Linked DNA regions of Zea mays: regions 1 and 2 are each linked to region 3. Evidence: chromatin contacts called from public Hi-C data. All regions are on one chromosome and are shown on one strand. The core of a region is the stretch at or near the end of the contact, and the rest is flanking DNA. Distances in the headings are between cores, read along the strand shown.

Region 1 (3,060 bases), core at 248-2,747, 230 kb after region 3:
CATAATTATCTTTTGGAAGTGTGCCCTTTTTCTCATGTTGGGCTTCTCGAGTCTATTATTCAGACAATGGATCCACTACAATTGAAATTGCTCTGAAGATTGCATTTCGTAAATTTTCTCTTGATCATGGAATTATGGCCAGTAGTGAAAATAGTACAAGAAATGAAAGAAACATTAAGTTGAAGGTATGTTATGGCCATACTAAACATCCTTTGTCTTCGTTGCTTAATCATTGACTGAACTACTAAACAATTCATAGTCAGAGAATGTTTTATGTTTATTCTTCACCACCATCAACCTTGGTTGATCACCATAGCCCTGTGTTTATCTCATTTATTATATTTCATATGTAATTTAGTATTTACAGGGGACAAATTAATATAAATATTGTGTAATTAACTGTAAATGCTCATTTTGTGCATTCTAATATATTCTTAATGATTCCTTTCTAGGTACTTGTTCTAAATGGTTCCTATCATGGTGATACTCTGGGTGTTATGGAAGCTCAAGCTCCATCGTCTTATACATCTTTTTCTTCAGTAGCCATGGTAATGAATTTGAATACTGTAGTTACTATAATCAATGTTTTTTTGACTTCTCTACTCTTTTAGTCATCTTTTCTATTACTTCATTGTGTTGATTGTGTTGGTGTTTATACTCTTCTTCAGTGGTTCTCTGTGCCAACTGCGGTCTTTTTTGTACCAGCCTTCTCTTTGGTAGCCTAATAGGATTTTCTTTCTACTTTTTGTGGAGAATTTAGTAAGACTTGGCTGCACTCTTTTTTACAACCACCTATCTTACTCTTGGTTATCATATCAGTAAGTAAAGTTGAGATCAATATCATGAGGCTTCTTTTATAGATATTCAGGTTAGGTACTTTTTAGATCCTCCAAGCTCCAACTGTATATATTAAACGTGACGTCTACAATATTTCTTTGCCCCTATTCCCGAAGAAGAAGCCTATGCCGTCGCACCACGCCCCAATCTTCGCTCCGGCCATGGCCCTCACCATGCCTGCACACGACCCCGAAGACGAGAGGTACATATTATTTATAAGACTTCATCTAATTAAATGGTGTAGTTGTGTGGTTGAAATGCCCCGCAATCTTTTTAGAGATAATTTTATTGATTTGTCTGTGTTCATCAAAATCATACTGTCTGACTATTTTACCATTTCGTCTTGTGCTAATTGGCATTGGTACCTTAAGACATTGCTTTGTTATTGACTTTCTATCAACATGTCATTTTCTCCTCACATCCAAGATTCAAGCCACAGATGAATCCGGCAAGCAAGTATGGAGCGCAGTTAGAATCAAGAACATCAACAATTCCCAACCTTTAAGGTTACAACTAATTGTCTCTATAAAATTCTAGAGGCACCATAATATTGATTAACAACATAACATGGTCACATATGTAATTATTGCACTATTTTTTCTCGTTGCAACGTACGGTATTTACCTAGTTCTATTATAATACTCGTAGGTCCACGTTCAGAGGCGGATCTGCGCGGCCCAGTTACTACAGCGAATAGGCGGCCCATCAGGTCACGTTCCGTCCCGACGTAGAGTCGCCAGTCCTCCCACAATCTCCAGCCGCCACTACGCCTCCCTCTAGCTCCAGCCGCCACTACGCCGGTCGCAGAGTCGCCAGCTGCCTAGACGCCCGGAGGCCCGCGGGCGCTCCCTCCTGGGCTGCTGGCCTCCTTCACATTATTGGAGCCAGAGGAGCGGGCGGCGGCTTGCACTCCATCCCATCGCTTGGGTGCGTCGCCCCGAATCCAATCGCCTGGTCAAGTCTGTTGCTGCCGGAGGTAGACGGACGCCTTATCGTGCTCGTGGCCGCAGCTAGCGCGCCGGAGCCACAGCTGGAGCGCTCGCCGGCGACGAGTCGCCGCCCCGCAAGGAGCCTACGCAGGCACGCACCGCCACGTCTAGGCGCCAGGCGGAGACGGTAGGTAGCTAGCTTGCTTTCCTCGCTTCCTCTTGCTGCGTGCTGAAGTATTGATCTGCTGACTACTGTTGTCTGTTGATATTTGGAAGATGTGGACATGGGGATTGGTAGATTGGAGACAACAGGCGACTTAATGTGCAAGATAAATTTGCTTGCAGCTTTTTTATTTTATTTTAATATTTATTATTAATTATGTATTTTAAAAAATATAAAACGTATCTACATATCGGAAATGTTTAGAAAAATGCCGTATCCGTGCTGCATAGTTGGGCGAGCCGGTCGGACCAACGAGGTCCCGTTCTGCGTTGGGGGTTGGGGGGACTCTGTTGTGCTTTTGATGCACAGCTCTCCTGCATACTTGAGATTTTCCTTTTTTTTGTTCAATAGTCATGCTAGCTGCTTATTTTTGGTTCAGTAGTTGCCTGACTTGATGAGGCCTAGGTGACTTCATGGATGTTGAGATGTTGCAATTTACTTGCATTCATCAATAGAGCGGCACAGAAGGCCCATGTGTTGGTTGGATGGGTCCTCTGCTATCTCTTGGAACTATCATATTTTGGGCCTAGTTCTTTCAATTTGTTGATAAATAAGTTTTATTTGTACGTCAACTGGTGAGTTTTATATTCTTTCCTGTCATCTTCTTGTAATATGTTTTACCACTTCCTGCAAAAAAAACATGTATTTTTACCGCTTTACTGGCGCAATTTAAACATCATTGCACTGAAGTTTTCTGGCCACATTTTATTATTATGTTGGTATCTTGTTCTAATCTATTGTCTATGTGCATATTATTGATGAAAGCGATTTCTTATACCTTTTCAGTTATTACCACAACATTAAAGGAGATGCCTTCACTCCAGAAAGCATTGCCTCCAGAACTTGCTGATAATGTGCTCAGGGTAACGTTTCTTTTGCACCTTTTGCTTTTTGCTGTGGTCTCCTTGTATTATGGGTCACGGCCAACTTTCAAATCAACTTGTACTGTTGTACTGTTAATGAATAGTCAGTCATCAGGCTTCATTCATTTGCATCAGTTACCCTAAATTCTAGCTTCAGCTTTTCCAGAAGACACATCTAATATGCACCCTGTAGCCTAGTTTTTTGTTA
Region 2 (3,236 bases), core at 98-2,597, 160 kb before region 3:
TGAGAAAGCCAGGAAGCAGCAGTCAGACAGACAGGTACAGGCATGCAGACTGATGTGCAGCATCGATCTCAGAAAAATTACTAAAACAAAAGAAAAGATGCAGGCATGCACCATATCTTCTAAGCCCAGCTGACCAGGCTAGAGCAGAGATTGGAGTACCAAATAAAAAGCGCACGGCAGTTAATTAATTAATTAATTAATTAATTAATTAATAATAAAATAAGCAGAATTTGTTCTGATTAAACTGAAAGAAACACGTCCATCCAGGTTCTAAACGTCCGAGAATGTTAGAAGAGGGAGACCTTGGTGTCGTCGATCTCCGGCGAGACGGGCGGGCTGTCGGAGAGCGACCCGCCGCAGTTGAGAGGCCCGCTGCTGTGGGAGAGCCGGCCGGAGGTCAGCGGCGCCACCTCCTGTGTCCAGCCAAGCCAAGCCAAGCAAGGAAATCAAATCAGTGAGCCTCAAACTCAGTGCCGCGGCCGTTGCTGGAACCAAAAAAAAAACAAAGATCGAGCGCGCGGCGCGCCACTGGAGGAGTAGGAGTGTAGGACATGAGTATCACACTTCACACGTTTGTCGGTTTTGTTTTTTTTTGGTGCAGGAGGAGAAAGGGAAAAACGGCGAGTTTTTTTTTTTTGTCTGGTTCTTGTTGTCCTCACCTGACTCTGACTCCTCTAGGAGTAGAGGCAGAGTCAGAGGCATCTGATGGTGGCATAGATTAGATTAGGTTAAACAGAGGCGGCGACGGCGGCGGCATAGCAATCGGCATGAAGAACAGACGGAGAAGACGGGAAATCGGCAGGAAAAAAATCTAAGGAGAAGCCTGGCTGACTCGGATTTGTTTTCTGTTTGTAAGAAAGACCGGATTTTTTTCTCCGTTTTTTATTATTATGAGAATGGATGAGGAAAAAAGTGGCGAAGGAGGCACACGCACGTACCACCGACGTCGGCGCCATGATCCGGTCCAAGACGAGCTGCGAGGTGGCGGCGGACGCGAAGGAGAAGGAGGACCCGGAGGCGGCGTCGAGCTCCCCGGCGACGTCCTCGGCGATGGCGGCCCCGGAGGCCAGCGCGGGCGCGAGCGCACGGGAGACGTCGTCGGCCGCGGACGACGACACGCTCCAGGAGCGGGACAGGAACTCCAGCGGGTCCCGCGGCGGCTCCGGCGGGCGGAGCGGGAGGTCCCCGTCGCCGCCGCCGCCCGGCCTCCTGGCCCTGGCGGCGCCCGCGTCGGTCATGGTGGGAGCCTGGACGGTTGCTTGCTCCGCGTGCGCGCGGTCGTGTCGCGCGTGGGGCTTACAGCGCGCGGGGGCTGTGGTGGCGAGTGGCGAGTGGCGAGGGGGAGCGGAGGTTGCTTTTGGGAAGCGGGGGGTGCGTTTTATAGTGAGAGTGTGAGACCGTGAGTGTGGTCTGTTGAGACTTGAGTGAGACCGCGAGTGGCGACTAGGCCAGCTTTACTTGTCCTTGTCTTGGCTTATTACACTTGAGTTGGGTGATGTCAGATGAACGAACGGGCGGATGATCCAAAAGTCCGGGTCGTTGATCAGCTTAGCGTCTCTCTGTTTTTAGGAAGTTTGTTGGGCTATTAATTAAAATAAAGGTGCTGGGAACGAAGGGAAGTCATTGTTGGTTGGGCTTTGTATTAGGATCAATGATCATTCTCTTATCCATGCTGATACAAGAATGGATGGTCGCGCTGGAGTATATGCATTACCCGTGTACAGGTGAAGGTAATATTAATTTAGATAATATATTAGGTATATATTTGTGCGTTGCAATAGATTGCAATAGAGGACGCATAGGTCATTGTTTAATGATGCTATCAAATATCAACTCAATAATCATAACAATTGTCAAAGTCTACCATTTCGAACAACCAAAATTTGGTTCAATGCCACTATTAAAATTCGACTCCTTTCCTACATCGCTCCAGACGATCCAACTCTAGGTTGGATGGTCCGTGATGGTGCAGGGTCGCCTTCCTCCTCACAGGAACTTAGATCTCGTCTACCGAAGAGAGAACTTTAGGTGCTCTAGGTCGATAGGTCACCCGAGACGTCCCTAAACGATGTAGAGTCGTCTAAGAATTAAAAAAATCAAGTCAAGGAAGAGATCTTGAGTGAAATGGCAAGATACTAGGATCATCTTGGGGTCGGCAGGCCACCCACGACGGATTTAGACGATGTAGAGTCAAATATGGGTGGAGGTGGATATGCGGAAAGCTACAACTAGAACACGCTACACCTACTCCTAGGGCATGTTTGTTAATGAAAGGTAGATAAAGTAAATTGGTTCGATTGAAATGTGTTTGGTAGTTCTCAATCGGTCGTACCCCTTTATATTTATAGTGGAGGAGGTCTAGACCTATTCTTAGGCTAGATCCAACAGATTCTCATGGATAGGTTAGGATAACCACACATGTGATAAGTACTCTCGCCCGTGCTAATCTGGTCGCGGGTGCACGGACCGTTCGAGCCATAGGGCACCAACCATCCGTGCCAGGTGCCAGATATGGTGCTCAACAATATATTATTGGTCAAAGTAAAAATAGTTTGACTTAGGACAAACTCAAAACGACTAAATTATGTGGATTGAGTTGCTATGAATTAACTTCTTCGACGCACTGGCCCACCACAACGACTGTCTCCTATCCTTGACTCATCACCTTGAATTGCTGACGACTGAAGTAAACCTTGAGTGGCCAAGTATTTGTTGCTCATGTATATTGAAGTAAACCTTGAATGATTGTGTGTTTGTTCTTGTTGTATGTTGAAGTAAATCTTGAATAATGGATGAATTAAACCTTTAATGTTTGAAGTAATAAACTGAATATTTGTTCGCGTTGTACTTTGAACTAAACCTTGAACGACCCAAGAATCTTGAATGTATGAATATTTGTTCATGTTGTACTCTGAAGTAAAACTCGAATACTCAACTAAACCTTGAATGGTTGAATATTTAGTTTTGCTTGTTACGGGCAGATCAGCCCCATTAATCATGTGTGGCTGGTGTCTGGTGCAGTTAGAGGTGACAATGTGCTCTAAATTTTACACTATAACATTTAAATATCAAATCGGATTAGGATTGGTTCCTATTTCTATTCAATTTTAAACTAAAATTTATTTTGGGCCTAACCATTTTATGAAAAGCATTTGGATGGCCCCTAGGTGCAGGGATGGACTAGTTTGATTGGATATTTTAGTATATGGCATGCACGCGGGTGACGACGGTTGCCA
Region 3 (2,900 bases), core at 379-2,878:
TTCAACTTTTACTGGCAATATCTACAAAAATATTTACCCCAATGAGAAGAGTTATATATTCTAAAGTACTCCTTCTTCCAAATTATAAGTCGCTTTGAATTTTCTGGTACATTGAATTTACTATGTATATATACATAACGTATATTTAGATACATAGCAAATTCGATGCGCCAGAAAAAAGTCAAAGTGCCTTCTAATCTGGAACGGAGGGAGTAGTTTTCACAATGAATCTACTAGTTTCAATCTTGTGTTCAAAATGTTGACACCAATGGTCAAGATAAGAATAAAGTTTAACATGACAAACCTACAATAACTTATATTTGTGATAAGAGATTAGTACAAATAGAGCATCACAGCTTTTTACTAAGCACACCATAAAACCACAAATAGATCCCAAAAAAAGTTAAGCAAAAAAACAGAAGGCTTGATTGAAAGATGGAAAAGGGTAAGCAAGCTATCAAGACAGGAGGACCATGTGCACAAAACCATAAGCATAAATCCAGAATTTCAGAACGAACTCACAGCAAGAGCATAAAATCACTACATCCTTCATCGACCTCTGTCCACACAAGTTGGATTACCGGACAAATCCAATGGCCAAACTGACAAAATCTTCATATAATTGTCACCAATAAAACACTTTGGTTCCAGCATGATGACACAAGTGCCACGCCAGCTGGACTTTGTAGCTCCATTAAGCCGATTGGCCAATCAGCAGCTCAATATCAAACCCCACCATCCAAAAGCTGGAATAATGGGTATTTTGGCACTTAAAACATTGACTCCTTGTTATAAATGCAACTGTATCTATGAATTGTGGGTCTAGCTGAGTCTATAGAATGTGGTCCTGATGACAATTTTGTGAACCCCTTTTGTTGTAATGGCAAATATCCAATTAGCATCTATACCTCCAAAATAAATTGACAGAGGCTGCTGCTCCCACAACCTCACTACACCAAATAGATACTAATTTTCTAGTTTTTTAAAGAAAAAAACACAGGTATCAATGCACAGGCACTACACGATCAAACCAGAATTGCGAATGGAAAATTTAAGAAAATAATTGTAACGTGTGGGAGCGTGGGATGGAGACCACGAACCTCCTGTCCGTGGTGAGCAGACTCGAGGCCATGGCCCCTCTTCCCCGCGAAGAAACTCCCCCGGAAAACGCCTCTCTAATTCCCCGGTGATAAATCGAGCGGGGTCAACTGCGTAGCGCGACCGAGGCCGCGGAAGATCGAGATCTCTGGTGCTGCCTCCAAGGGGGCGCGGGGAGACAGGGGAACGCCGAAACCCTAGGGGTCGAACGGAGAAAGCGATCAGCGCGGGAAGCGGTCCGCTCGGATCAGCGGCGCACAACGCGAACGCGGATGCCGCGGGGCAGGAAGGGGTAAACGGCTCCTCGTCGCGCTGCCGTCCGGCGAACGGCGGCGGGGGAGGAGGATGACAGGTGGGGCCCCCTCGTCGGAGTCGGCGGCGGAATGCCGAGGCGACGGGGGAACGGGGAAGAGAGAAGGTTGGAGAGGGCCAGAGGCCAGAGGGGTTCGTGAGAGCGAAAATAATAAAAAGGGTCAGAGAGGACGGACGCGTGGCATGGCGTGAATGGACGCGGGGACGGGAGCCCGTGCGCTCTCCTGCACTGGCGGTGGCGGAACAGGAGCGGAGGGAGATTCGTAGATGGTAGAGACTGGCGGTGGGTACCCGTAGATGATTTTTTTCAAATTTTTTGAATTTAGAACGAATTTGAAAAAAAAACCGGTGGTTAACAAAAACCGCACTCCGTCGGTTTTTATCGGTTTTGTAAACCTTGGACACTAGACAGGTGAATTGAGGGCTTGACTGCTTGAGGGTCTATGTGGAAGTAAAATATTTTTTTATTTTTAGGTACTATGGTTAGTAATAGTATTTTATATCATAAAGTGTTTGGTTGGTATTTGGTTGTGATTCTAAAAATTTTCAAAATCATGGTATTTTGAAAAAGGTCACTTGCGTTGTCCTTCAGGGGCGATACGGGCGGAAACTCATGTCGTGTCGCCCGTAATCGTCGCCCTTCTCCACCACTTCGTCGTCGTCTGAGCACACGGCTGGGAGACCCGTGTCGATGCTAGGAAGGCGGCAGCGGGGCTCAATTCAGCCTCTCATGTCTAGAGATGTCAATGGGGTATTCCCCACAGGGTTATAGCATCCCAGACTCATCCCATCATATCTGATCCATCCCCATACACATCATCATACCCATCATGGGTGCAAAACTCATCTCCATTCGGGTTTCGGGTCCCCAATGGGTCCACATCCCCAATTAAAGGATAACTAGGTACTAACAGCTAGTACAAACTATCCAGATTTCATACATCACCACATCGGCAAGCACTCATCCATGAACCATGATCCATTCATCCATCCATAAAAAAACTGTACTTCAGGACCAATAGAAGAAATGGAGAAATAGAGTCTCCTTACCTTCCTTGGTCACCATCCGAGTTCGTTGGCGTCTGAGAATCCATGGTCGTTACCGTCGTCCTAGTCTCCTAGCAGTCGGCGTAGTGTATGGCTGGTTATTTTAGGATTTCGTTTTTTGCTATTCTGCTAGTTGCCTTGTTAGGCTAGGACCTGGTGTTTGGTGCGCTGCCGTGCTGGGTTTGGTGGCCGGCTCGACCTCAACTCATTCATACAAACAGGACAGGTGTACACATATGAAATATCCATGGGTAATCAGGTTCGGATTATTGCTTCCCAAACCCATACCCGTTTACCCAATGGGTGGAGATTTTGTCCCATATCCATACCCATGGGGACATTTTTTGTCCCATACTCGTACCCTAATAGGGGAATTCCCCACGGGTTAGCCAGTATCGGGTCCCCATTGACATATCTACTCATGTCCCTTCTCCCCTCCACCT

What was found. Hi-C and Micro-C count contacts between places; a contact is called where the count stands out from the background.
Region 1: a Hi-C map of leaf shows a contact between it and region 3, with 7 times the contacts expected there. The contact joins the promoter of LOC100276014 here to the promoter of LOC103639563 in region 3. A contact is called at or near these places in 12 of 25 Hi-C or Micro-C datasets (bundle sheath, ear, endosperm and 4 more).
Region 2: a Hi-C map of endosperm shows a contact between it and region 3, with 4 times the contacts expected there. The contact joins the promoter of LOC103639593 here to the promoter of LOC103639563 in region 3. A contact is called at or near these places in 5 of 25 Hi-C or Micro-C datasets (bundle sheath, ear, endosperm and 2 more).

What each region holds. Positions count from the first base shown.
Region 1 is chr1:153,060,023-153,063,082 of Zm-B73-REFERENCE-NAM-5.0, reverse strand. LOC100276014 reads left to right here and starts at 1,497. Exons shown (of 6, transcript XM_035964112.1): 1 at 1,497-1,764; 2 at 1,848-1,957; 3 at 2,776-2,852. The coding sequence starts at 2,799. It also overlaps the pseudogene LOC103644966.
Region 2 is chr1:153,457,104-153,460,339 of Zm-B73-REFERENCE-NAM-5.0, reverse strand. It overlaps LOC103639593 (VAN3-binding protein), which reads right to left and starts at 1,347. Exons shown (of 7, transcript XM_008662325.4): 1 at 939-1,347; 2 at 303-413. The coding sequence starts at 1,238.
Region 3 is chr1:153,294,437-153,297,336 of Zm-B73-REFERENCE-NAM-5.0, reverse strand. LOC103639563 (protein MODIFIER OF SNC1 1) reads right to left here and starts at 1,628. Exons shown (of 9, transcript XR_559530.3): 1 at 1,101-1,628.